Linked DNA regions of Mus musculus: region 2 is linked to region 1. Evidence: chromatin contacts called from public Micro-C data. All regions are on one chromosome and are shown on one strand. The core of a region is the stretch at or near the end of the contact, and the rest is flanking DNA. Distances in the headings are between cores, read along the strand shown. Region 1 overlaps Zmynd8 (zinc finger, MYND-type containing 8). Region 2 has its middle 21 kb from the start of 5031425F14Rik.

Region 1 (6,093 bases), core at 1,458-3,957:
CTCACATATATGTCTCTGTAACATGTGCAAACCATGCCTGCAGAGACCAGGAGTGTGTTAGATTCCCTGGAACTAGAATTAAAAATGGTTGTGATCTGACATGTGGGTGCCGGCGCCTGAACCCAGGTCCTCAGTAAGAGCAGCAGCCATTCTCAACCCCTGAGCCACCTCTCCAGTCCCCAGATGATAATTCTTCATGGCGGGGATTTTCCCATCCCTTATTTCATAACATCTGGCTCTGTGGCATTAGATGACTGCTGACTCTGCCCGAATCCCTGGCCATGGCTAGTAGAATGGACTGTGTGCGTTGCTCAGTATGTGCTGGTAAGGCTGGCACACACACAACTGGTCTCCATGGAGGAACTCTAGTAAGGAAATGGAAGTTGGCGACAAGAGCAAGCACACACACTGACACAGACTGCTCGGTGCTCTTGACGCCATCAACTGTTGAGTCAGTGTCACTGTCACCGATGTATGTAGATGTTTTTGTCGGCCCTGTCAGGTTATCCCTCTTCCCAAGGGAGCTGCAGACAGAGGCACCTTACCAAAAGTCCCGGCCAACCGTTAAGTGTCCACCATTGATTGAGCCTAGGTCTCTCTAGTTTTGAGTCTTCCCCTTATACTAAGAATCAAATCGCAAGACTGGAGGAAAGTCGCTCGGGATCACGGGTGTACCCGGCACTTACTGAGGATGCAGGATTGCTTCCCAGATCTCCCATCTCTTTGGTTCCGAGGGATCCTTGCGAACTCAGTGGGCACCTGGACTCACAGGCACCCTCAGTACACACACAGACAACACAGAACCAGTCATACCCACCCAGCCAAACGCATGAGCCTTCTTCCTCAGAATGGCTCTCTCTGCAGGGCTGGCTGGCTGGCCACCCGCTATGTAGCCGAGGTTAACCTTGAACTCGTCTTCCCGACCTGCTGCCTCACTACCAGGATTACAGGACAGCGCCACAGCAAGCCTACATTTCTGTAGTCTCTGATGGTGTCTTGTTTACTGCCCTCCTGGGCCATTTAGGAATTCCTGTCAGGAACAGATCTCCTTCGCATCTCCTATCTTCGGGTGCTGCCTTGTCAGGGCTCAGAAACGATGCTGGGCAGTGCGTGAGGGTAACCGGTCAGGACTGGGTGGGTCTTTAGGAAGCTCGTGGTCCCTCTTTGTTCTCCCTGTTTAAACACCTAAGGCATGGCAACATGGTCTGTCCTTCTTGCAGGAGTCTGAACCTCACTGAGAAATGAGATAATTTGCCAACATCTCTACCCCTTCACCCGATGCCCAGCTTGCTTTCCTGTAGCCCTCCCCAGGGCTGGTCAGAGACAGGTGGGGAAGGCTCTGAGCTGTCCCCAGACTCTTACCAATGGCTGTCATGCCTACATGCTCCTGACCCGTGCATACAGCATATGAGGGGGGTTTTGCTTATGGCTTAAACCCATAAACGGGCCAATGCAATTTCAGTGGCAGCCTAGCCATTTGGCTCAGAGCCTGTGTTTGGTGACAGCCCTTTGTTGGCAGTTCATGGCTGCCCATCTTCCCAGTCCCACCCAGGACCCTGAACAGCACTTGTGCAGTGAAGCACGCCACACCCCTTCTCTCCTGTCCTCAGCCCCGACCGACCGACCGACCCTGGGAGCTTTATTGGTTTACTGATCTGTAAAGCCAGCTTTCTAACCCTGACATACTTTTCTAGCTTCTCCAGCCTCCACCAAGACGGGGCAAGCCGGGAGCTTGTCTGGCAGCCCAAAGCCTTTCTCTCCGCAAGCGCCGACACCCATCATGACAAAACCCGACAAGACTTCCACCTCCACCACCGGGAGCATCCTGAACCTGAACTTGGGTCAGTGGCGTTTCAAGAAGTGTGTGTATGTGAGTGTGTGTGTCTGGCAGCAATGACCCTTTGTCCTTGAACTTCTCCTTTCTCTCTGCAGAAAATGTAAAGGCGTTGGTGGGTAGAGGGAGGCAAGGGGAAATCGGGGAACAGGGTGAGGAGGGGCTTCCTTGGGCAGAGCCTTGGCTTGCAAAGGTGTTTTACCACAGTATCCTGGGCCAGTCTTTACAAGTAATTCTTGGAAGCTAGTCCCACCCTGTGCAGATCCATGTGACTGAAGCAAGTTTTACAAGTCTTACTGTTTTGGGCTGGGTGTTCTGATACAGTTTCAATTCTCTTATGAATATGGGTGTGCTGCCTGTATGAGTGTCTGTGTGCCACATGCCTGTCTCTTGCCTGTGGAGGCCAGAAGGCATGAGGTTCTGCAGAACCGGAGTTGCAGATGGCTCTAAGTCACCATGGCAGTGCTGGGACTCAGTCCTGAGCCTCCAAAGTTACAGCCAGTGCGGTTTAACTGAGGAGGCATCTCTGTAACCATTTCTCATTTTATAAAATGTGAATTCTTTCATCTGGATTGAGCTTGCCTTGTAGCTCAGGATCACATGATCCTGTCTTTACCTTCCAAGTGTAGTTATTGGCATGTGCCACCAGGCCTGGCTCCACTTGGTATGGGGTGTGTGTGTGTATGTGTTTGAGACAAGGTCTATGCATATAGTTCTAGTTTGCAGTTAAATTTCTATGCAGCCTAGAGTGGCCTGCATAGCAGGGAGCAAGGGGCAGAAGGTTAGAATTTCTGGGATCTGTACAGGTTGGCTGCTATAGGCCTGTAGTTTCCATATTTCTGAGTAATTGAATGCTGCCACCTAGTGGCTACAGACTGGAGGTGCAGCTTAGTGTCTGGTGCTGATGATGACCTCAGCGCAGAGATCCACCCAGCCCCAGTGGATCCCCTGAGGTTGAGAGCTAGCCTTAGAATGTTCGGAAGGAGCAGGGGCCCTGGGCCACTGGAGCAGGTAGGGATCAGTGGAGGGAAGAGCAGGGGCAGGAGGCCACAGAGAAAGCCACTGCCAAGGGGTTGTGATATTCCAGACACCTTGGGGGGAGGGAGGCCACCTGTATATGGTATTGAGTTCACAGCACCATCCAGGCCACACCACTTGTTCCCAGGGCAACAGGACTAGCGGCCACCAGGTGTAGTCCAGTTTCCTACCTTGCCTTATGGCTGCAGCTGGACAGCCAGGGTCCTTGCTAGGACTCCATCCAGAGCCACCAGCTGGTTCCTCGATTGATTCAGAAGGGACCCGATTGCTGCCTTGGGACATTTGTTCTAGAAATGTGGTTTCTTTTCTCAGGGCCTCCTCCCACCTTCACACTCTGAACAGAAGCTCTGTGGAACAGAGGCGTTCTCGTGGTGACACTTCCTTTCTGCCAATCACGCCTGGCAGGAATAGCTTATTCCGTAAACCACGGAGCCCACTGGGCATCCTTGTGGTATCCTGGGTCTTTGAAGCTTGAGGTACAGCAGTGGTGGCTCAAAGGTGGCTCTGGGGAATCCATGATTTTTGTCCTGTGACCCCTCCAACCCCCATAATTCCTTCTAGAGTACATGTCTCATTTCATTCAGTCAGGTTGAAAGCGTCAGACACGTGGGTGGGTTCCTAGGGTGGGGTTTCAGCCTCATAGGTAGGGGCTCCACTGGGGACCCTGGAGAATGCTGTGCGTGGTGGTGGTGGGGGGGGGAAGGTTGGAGGGAGGAGGGGAGTGTGCGTGATTCTGTATCCACTCATGTGCGGTGAGAGAGTCCTGGAGACTGATGGTGAGAAACCACTGTCCAGCTAAGCAGGGCCAAACTGGAGACATGGGGCAAATCACTTCCCCATAAAGTAGGGGCTCACTATGTAGCCTTGGCCGGCCTTGAACTTGGCAATCTGCCTGCCCTTGTCTCTTGAGTGCTTGGATTAAAGGCCCCTCCCTCCCTCTATCTTTCTCTCTCACACACATTTTGCATGAATCTGTAGGGGTCAAAGGGCAGCGTGGGGAGCTGTTCTTTCCTCCCAGGTCCCAGGGCCAGACCCAGGCTGGTAGGTTTGTCAGTGTGATGCCTTTCATGGCCAATCCCCTTTGATGGGCCTTTTCTGATTTTGTTTTTTGTTTTTTTGGGTTTTTTTTTTTTGAGACTGGTTGTCATATAGCTATACCGACCTCAAGTCAAGGCAGGCCTTGAACTTTTGGCCCTCCTGCTTATCTCACCCATGGACAGGGGAAGCCGAGGAAGTTGGCACTCTGGACAATGCCAGTGTGTCCTTGTCCTCCGGCAATGGTCCTGCCAGCCTCGGGAAGAGCATCACTGTAGGTCAGAGAGAGCCTCCATCTCCATCCCTGTCTCCCAGGTGACATTGCCACCTGCCCTCCCTCTCCTCTGTGTCTGAGGTCTGAGTCTCATCCCTGGCAGTGTTTGTTCTCTAGGATGTGGCTGCCCCTGGCTGGAGCGAGCAGACAGTGGGGTTTTACACCACTGCACCGGTGGGACAGCACTCCCCACCACTAGGACTAAGACGGCCTTAGCCCCATGTCCCCATGTCCCCTGCCGTCAGCACTGATGCTGAGCACCTCAGGAACACCTGTAATCATATTCCCGTCCTGTCTCTTTCTGCCCACCCCAACCTTGGCTATGCCCCTGGTTTCCTTTTCCTAGAATGGGTTGCCGTTTGATGCCAACCTAGGAATCTTTCCCCCGCTGTGTTTTCGGCACTCCTGTTTATCCCGGTGCCATTTGAGGGTAATCTGGAGCCTTCATCCCTATGGGCATGACGTAGTTGTCCATTCCGACATAGCTACAGTGTAGGCATTTCTGCCCACATAGGAGGCAAATCCATAGAAGGGGAAGGGAGGGCAGGAGGCCTCACGGGCTTCGTGCGCATTTAGAGATGCTGCCAAGTTGCCCCCGTGATGTCGCTGTTCAGCTCTGTTCTCCCTCACAGAAATGGAGGAGCCTTTATCTAGCATGGCTATTTGTTCTCTCTGGCTTCCATTTATAGCAGGAGCTGAAGCATTCAAAATGCTGGTAGCCTAGGGGAGCTGGAGCCCACCCCAGCCTAGAAGGACAGTGTGAGAAGAGCTGATGCTCTCTCCTGCAGGAGGAGAGGCATGCCCCAGCCAGCACTCCAGGATGGGTCATTACGTCTCCAAAAGCCTTGGCCTTAGTCTTGATCCCAGCCCTCATGCCTTGGTCGCTTTCTTCTTACAGGATAAAATAGCTTACTGGCCAAGGGATGCCTTGCTTTGTAAAATGGGTACTTTGGATTCTCCTATTAAGAGTTTAGCCTTTGAGACATAGGCACACACAGTAGGCAGAGGCAGAGGCTCCCTGTTTGCTGTGTAGGTCAAGCTGTCCTTGAACTCCTGGCAATCACCCGCCCACCTTAAGGGAATGCTAAGGAGAGTGTGTGCTCTTACACACCTGTCCACAGCCCCATCGGCAGGCCAGGTCCAGCTGTCTTCCTGTGATGTGGGCTTATAGTGGTTAAGGCAAACTGTCCCCTGGTCCTGATTTCCCAACCCGGGTCCTCCAGACCGGCTGAGGTATGGGCTTCAGGTGCTTGGGGACAAAGGTGGACGAAGGAGAATAGCTTCCATCTCTTTCTCTGGAAGACTTAATGCTCTCTCCTCATCTCTGAAAGCCCCCGGAAGCATGCTTGAGTGTGCTCACGGAACACATGGAGTGGAGGCCATCAAGATGGGTGTTAGGTCCAGAAAGCAAGAGCAGACCTGCAGGTGGGACTTGCTTCCCTCTGGATCACAGACATACTATTCCAGCGGATCCTAGATGCACACAAGAACACATATGTGTGCATGTGTTCACGTGTCGTGTCTCCACTTGCTGTGAACATTTGCTACATACATTTGTGTGTCCGTGGTCTCGTGTTGGGGGCGGATTCTCTCCCAGTGGGGGCCATCATTGTGGTAACGAATGGGTCACAGCTCTTTGGGGCTTTCTGTCTGACTGTGTATGTGTGGGCTGGCAGGGGCTGCCAGGAGCTGAATGATGTTGGGGGATGCTGTGTCACGGGAAGGGGCCTGGCTGGGATCAAAATCAGGAACAGCTCCTCCTGTCCGGCTCTCAGATTGCTGAGTGGCCTCTCTGACAGCAGTGGAGGGAGGCCCAGGGTTTGTGGTAACAGAAAGGCAGCTCAGATCCAGAGGGAATGGGCTTGGAAGGGGTGTTTCTGTCACTGATAGAATCTGGGGTCAGCTGGGGTGG
Region 2 (6,093 bases), core at 1,023-3,522, 610 kb before region 1:
GGATGAGGGGGAGGCCCTGCTTCTCTGGGCCTTTCTAAACAACCCAACAAAAGGTGGAGACTACAGGCTCTGACTGGAGCCGGGTGGCCAATGGTCAGTTGTGATTTACAGCCATAATCCGTTTTTGAAGGCTGGGACCATGGCCTGTTGCTCTTATACATCCTCTCTGCATTTTAAGAGAAAGCATCTTGACCTTGGCTTAGGGAACTTCTGTCAGCTGAGTGGTTCCTTTGTAGACCTGTGAATCAAGATGGCTTCTCCTGGACTTGGGACAGTTCAGTGGGGAAATACTTCCCACACAGACGTGAGGAACTGAGTTTGCCTCTCTGGAATTAAGGTTAAAAAAACTCTAGGTAGGATGGTGTATATCTGTAATTCCAGAGCTGGGGTGCAGAGGTCCCCAAGGCTCATTGTCCATCCAGTTTAGTTGAAAGAGTGAGCTCAAGGTTCAGTGAGGGATCTTATCTAAACCAACCAAACCAAACCAAAACAAAACAAAATGACACGAGAACTCTCCCAAGCAATTGGGGTGTGATAGAGGAAGACACCCAATACCCTTGACCTTCATACACAGCATACATAGTGAGTGCACAAATATGTAAAAGAGAGAGCGAGAGAGAGAGAAAAGAAAAGGAGGAGGAGGAGGAGAAGGAGGAGGAGGAGGAGGAGGAGGAGGAGGAGGAGGAGAAGAAGAAGAAGAAGAAGAAGAAGAAGAAGAAGAAGAAGAAGAAGAAGAAGAAGAAGAAGAAGAAGAAGAATCAGAAGAATCAGAAGAAGAAGAAGAATAATCTTATCCTTCTGGCTGGGTAACTAGATGCAGGGACAGACCCACTCTGACAGTGCTTGAAGGCGCAGTCCTCTGTGCCTTCTGTTGCTCCTACCCTAGAACTCCAGAGTTGACTCAGGTCTGCTCCTTTGGAGAACTCCGTCAGGTTTCCCTCCCAGCCTGTGAACCTGCCATCAGTTTGTAGTTGTCTATTGAACCTGAACTGGCTACCGTTGCTAGCAATTGACTCTCCTTGATCTTGGTGACCACATCCTTTTTACATCATTGTTTAGAAAAATCCATTTTCCCATCCCGGTTATTTGCATTAGCATCTTCTGTCTCATTGTCCTGTCGTGTCCTGCTGTGTCTTCACACTGAGAGGGCTCTCTGAGGTCACAGTATCTGACCCGAGAACTCTTCTAGGTAAGGAGTCTCATCTTTGTACCTGACGACCTCTCCACATCTTACCTCTGTTTACATCCCTCAAATGCATGATCTTTGCGGTGCCGACCCGGAAGGCGCCACAGCCTCGTCCCAGTTTCTCTGGGATCCATCTCCTGCTCTCAGGAGGGCTGGACTAACCCTTTGTCAAGTGGCCGAGGCTACTAGCTCTTTTTCCTTCAGCTCCTCTCACTGACACAGAGAAAGGCCCATGACACATAAAGGGCCAGTGAGGTGCATGGAGACTTGTGGCTTCGGGGAGACAGAGACTCTTTTTCCACTGGGTTAAGCTGCCATCCTACAGTGGGAGCAGGAGGTGCTCTAGGAATGATCCCGAGAGGAAACCCAGAGAAGCCAAGGATGCAGAATTCTGACAGTTGGGCTCTGATGACATCGTTAAGCTATTAAGAGATGGAAGCTTAATTCCCTCCATTTAAAGCCATCCACTCCGGTTTCCTGTTGTGTGTAACCAATATTCCTGATGGACAGGATCTTTCGATTATTCGATGTTTCTTAAACTTTAAAATGTGTACTCAGTGTCTCAGCCGGAAAGGGATGGATAACAACAGGACTGCAGACACTCGTCTGTCCAGGAGAAGGAAAAGGGGGGTTGGATACCACTTGAAGCATAGCGGGCTCTAAGAGAATAGTCATCATAGGGGCTGGGATGATGGCTCAGTGAGTACAGTGTCTGCAGTGCCATCCTGAGGACCTGAGTTCAGATTCCCAGAAGCCACGGATAGTTCAGGTGTGGGGGCCCTGGGTGGGGTGGCAACACAGGAACAGGGGGACCCCTCTTCATCAGTTTGCTGGCTAGTTAGCCTAGCCAATCAGTGAGCCCCAGGCTCAGCAAGCAGTCCTGTTTCCAAAAAGAAAAAAAAAAGTGGAGAAAGATACCCAACATCAATCTGGCCCTCACATTAGTGAGCATACATGTACCTCCCCCTAGAGTCAATTCATTATCCAGTGTCTCTCTTCATGTTTCCTGCACCTTTAAGACAGAGCGCCTGTATGGCTTCGCATGGTTTCAATTAGGCTTTCCCCAAAGAAACCGCTGGAGAAACTGAAGCCGTGTTGGAATGTGGTGATGCTGTCACTCAGGAATTTTCCAGGCTGAGCTGGCTGACCTTCGGAGATAGTTATGACTGAAACTCTGGCTCTACTCAAAACTTGGCAGTGCCGGTGCTGGGGGTCTGCGGAGGCCGCGGGCATGTGAATACAACCTCCCAGGCCACAGGGAGACTGTCCGTGGTGCTGCCCTTAGCCATGGTGGGCAATGGAGCTGGGATACAGTGTTGACTTAGAGCAGTGGTTCTCAACCTTCCCAATGCTTGACCCTTTAATCTCAGGTTTTGATGCCACTTTACAACTGTAATTTTGCTTCTGTTGTGAATTGTAATGTACATATCTGCCTTTTCCAATCGGCTTAGGCAACCCTTGTGAAAGAATCATTCAATACCCCCTTCCCCACTCTGAGTGCCCAAAGAGATCACAACACATAGGTGGAGAGGCTCGGACTTAAAGGATCCCCACCAGACACCAAGCCTTTTAAGTCTGCAGGGGAGTATACCACATGCTCAGGGTCTCTAAGTCTATCAGCGGGTCCTGGATGCCAGGCCACGCCCCTCTATCTGCCTAATCTGTTTTTCGGAGTCTCCTGGACTAACAGCTGTTTCTTCAGCTCCCCATTCTCTGTATGTGGTATTTCCCTTGTAGTGACCTTTCTGTTTACATTCTTATTTAAGGCAATTTTTTGATGAACACGCTCCTTGCTTATTGACCGGTGTCTCTGACCCTGGGTCAAAGCAGAAAATTGGATTTCTGAGAACTGTCAGAGACCATGAGTACCAGGACCAGTCCAGTGAGCACAGACTTGGTGCTCAAGGGCAGTGGCAGGCATCAGGACATAGCCTGTTAGCAGCTCCAGTGCTTGTTGGAAACCAGGCATTGAGCCGAGCATGCAAGCTAGACAGTTCACAGAGAATCTAGCCTACAAGCATCTGTGGGATGGGTCAAGAGACAGACTAAGGTTCTGTGTATGAAAAGCAATAAGACCATGGTTGCCAAAGCAAGATGCACATAGTAGGACTTTGCAGTTTTTGCTTCAGAGGCTTCAAATAGCCAGACACATCTCTTTGTACTAGCCAGGATGAGTTATGTTGTAGAAACATAAACAGAAAAGATTCCCCCAGTCCTGAAGACTGACCATGATGGACACTTCCCCGTTATCACTTCTGTGTTCCCATCCCTGAGACACAGGCATTCGGTGCATTGTTCACTCGGGTCGGGGACCAGGCTGCCTCTTGACACACATTTCAAGGAAGTCACCTAGTCAGGCAGATGGTTGCTGGCTTCTGACTGGCACTTGACCTTCTCACAGGGCATAGGCAAAAACAGCCTCATAGTTGCTGTCCCAGTCTCAAGAGTGGTGAGGACGCATACACTTCCCCTAAAGGTAGGAAGGGGACCAGGCATACTGAGCTGATGTCACCGGTGGTGGTCGGATGCTCCCCAACAATGTACAGTGTTGCTTAGGGCCAAGACAGCAGCTCCTGCAGCAGAGCTGGGGGTGGGGGGGAGATGAGAAGCAACTAGTGAGCGTGGCTTGGCACGAGGGAGCCAGAGAAGTCTGGGCTCAACCCCCACCCATATGATCTTCCAATAAATCATATGTTGGTAACAACTAAGATGCTAGGCGAATAGTCACCTCTGAGCAGAAATCCAGCATCTAGAAGCAGGTGTGTGTGTGTGTGTGTGTGTGTGTGTGTGTGTGTGTGTGTAGGAGATCAGTGGTCTTAGCCAGAAAACAGCTCTTCCAGAGAAAAGGAAACCATGAAATGCAAAAAGAACCACAAGTTTTGAAATGGGGCAGGGTCACACGCTGGACTGAACACTCTACTGCGAAATCTCCAGACAACTGCTCTTGTGGGTTGTCAGCCAGAGAAGCAGCTGTGCTCAGCATAGGAGAGATCTAGGCCACAGAACTGTTCACAAATGTGGAGTTCCCAGAGGTCCCTAGAGTCAGGACCCAGTTGTGCATGGGAAGGCAAATCAGTACGACCAGAATGTCCAATGCTTTGAGATGGCAGATGGAAACAGATCTAGGGCACCCTCTGTCCCTGCAGCTTTTGACTGTGTATATGTGTGTGCATGTGCATGTGTGTGTGCCTGATGCGTGCACAGACGTGTTTACATATGTGGAAGCCAGAGGTCATGCCAGGTATCTTTCTCAGCTTCTCCACATTGCTTTTTGAGGCAGACTCTCTTTGAACCCAGAGTTTATCAATGGAGCTAGAAGAAGGGCCAGCTAGCTCCAGGGATCCTTCTGCCTCTAGTGTTTGGAGTATCGACATGAACCATGGAGCCCAGCTTTCACATAGGCTCCAGGCCTCTGAATTCAGATCCTCTTGCTTGGTAACAAGTACTTCATGGAGTCACAACTGGAACTGTCAACAGTGCCTCGCATCCAACAATACGGAAGACAAAGGCACGTGATGGCTTATGATGCACAAAGACTATTTCTATTGGAGCTGGAGAGGGGCCACCAAGGAAGCATGACCAGAGGGATCTGCCTCCAGATCCCAGTTATTCTAGCGGCCTCCTTGTTTGGCCCCTAGGCATGTGCAGTTCGGTATAGAAATCACATCTTTCTTTGGCAAAAAGGAAGGACACTGGGAGAGCTGAGATGACGCAGGCTCACTACTCAATCGTGGAGTAAGTTACTTCTGCGTTGCTGTGACCAAAGCCTAAGGAAACCCACCTCAAAGGTTTGGACTCAGTTTTGGAACGTTCAGTCCATAGGCCCTTACACGAAACATCCTGACACTGGAAATGTGTCATGGCAGAGTCTCTTGGCTCATTTTGGATAGAAATCAGAGAGAGAGAGAGAGAGAGAGAGAGAGAGAGAGAGAGAGAGAGAGAGAGAGAGAGAGAGAGAGAGAGAGAGAGAGAGAGAGAGAGAGAGAGAAAATTGGGCACCCAATATAACTTTCAAAGGCATGCCTCCTGAAAGCCACTTCCTCCGTCGAGGCTGCACCTCCCTACGTTTCAACCAGACCAAAAGCAGCATGGGTAGCTGGGGACCAGGCCAGGAAAACATGAATCCAAGTAGTACATTTTCTACTCAAACCATAGCAGGTGGGCTTGCAGGCAGATCAGTTTGGGGAGCTGGAAGCCTCTATAGCCTGTGAGTTCTACCATGGCTCCAAGTATGCCTTCCCATCGGGGATGTTTGGGGGCCTCTTGTTACATTTATGTTCTACCTTCTCTTGCTCTCTCTGTTTAAACAGTAACAGCCAAGATGGCAGGAGCTTGCATTTGGTCTGCTTACAAGTCATTATCTTGTCCTTTCCTGGCATCTCAACAAGGAGGTCCTGAAATGATCCACATATCCCTCTGGGTGTCAGGGACAGTCCAACTGAAGATGCTCAGGACACTGAATGAAGATGCTCAGGACACTGAAGATGCTCAGGACACCCTGACTTGTCAGTTCCTTTCTCTTGCTTCTCCCAGGATATCCCCATTCCCAATTCCCTCCTGTCCATCTTCTGGTTCATCTCCTCTCTCTCTCTAGCCTCCCTCCCTGTTTTCTTTCTCCCTAAACACTTCCTTGGAATTAAGCCTTGAAAGCTATTTGCATAAAACCATTATAAAGGGGGCAAGAGTGACATTTCCTTACAGACCTGGGTCAATGGCTTTGACAAATGAGGCTGATGGCCAGGAAAGCAAATTGTTAGTGTTCTATTGAAATTTCACTCTGGGTATTCAATATTTGCATGAGGTAACCAAACACTCTAGGGTTTAGGAGATGAATTCCATTCCAAAACCACTAAAATGAAAAGCCAACTGCAAATTAGGTTTGAAATGGACCTGCCTGTCCTCGGAGA

What was found. Hi-C and Micro-C count contacts between places; a contact is called where the count stands out from the background.
Region 2: a contact with region 1 is called in a Micro-C map of the HL-1 cell line, with 2.1 times the contacts expected there. The contact joins two enhancer-like sites.

The regions. Positions count from the first base shown.
Region 1 is chr2:165,816,290-165,822,382 of GRCm38.p6, reverse strand. It overlaps Zmynd8 (zinc finger, MYND-type containing 8), which reads left to right. Exons shown (of 23, transcript NM_001363020.1): 12 at 1,695-1,841. Among named protein-coding and RNA genes, the nearest start is that of Gm11465, 62 kb to the left of the region's middle. Within about 2 kb of position 2,707, at least 57 of the 459 cell types and tissues checked have an H3K27ac peak or open chromatin away from gene starts, as enhancers often do. A contact at or near this core is called in the HL-1 cell line, where this site is marked.
Region 2 is chr2:166,423,395-166,429,487 of GRCm38.p6, reverse strand. No RefSeq gene overlaps it. Among named protein-coding and RNA genes, the nearest start is that of 5031425F14Rik, 21 kb to the left of the region's middle. RefSeq lists an enhancer at 828-3,084. Within about 2 kb of position 2,272, at least 87 of the 459 cell types and tissues checked have an H3K27ac peak or open chromatin away from gene starts, as enhancers often do. A contact at or near this core is called in the HL-1 cell line, where this site is marked.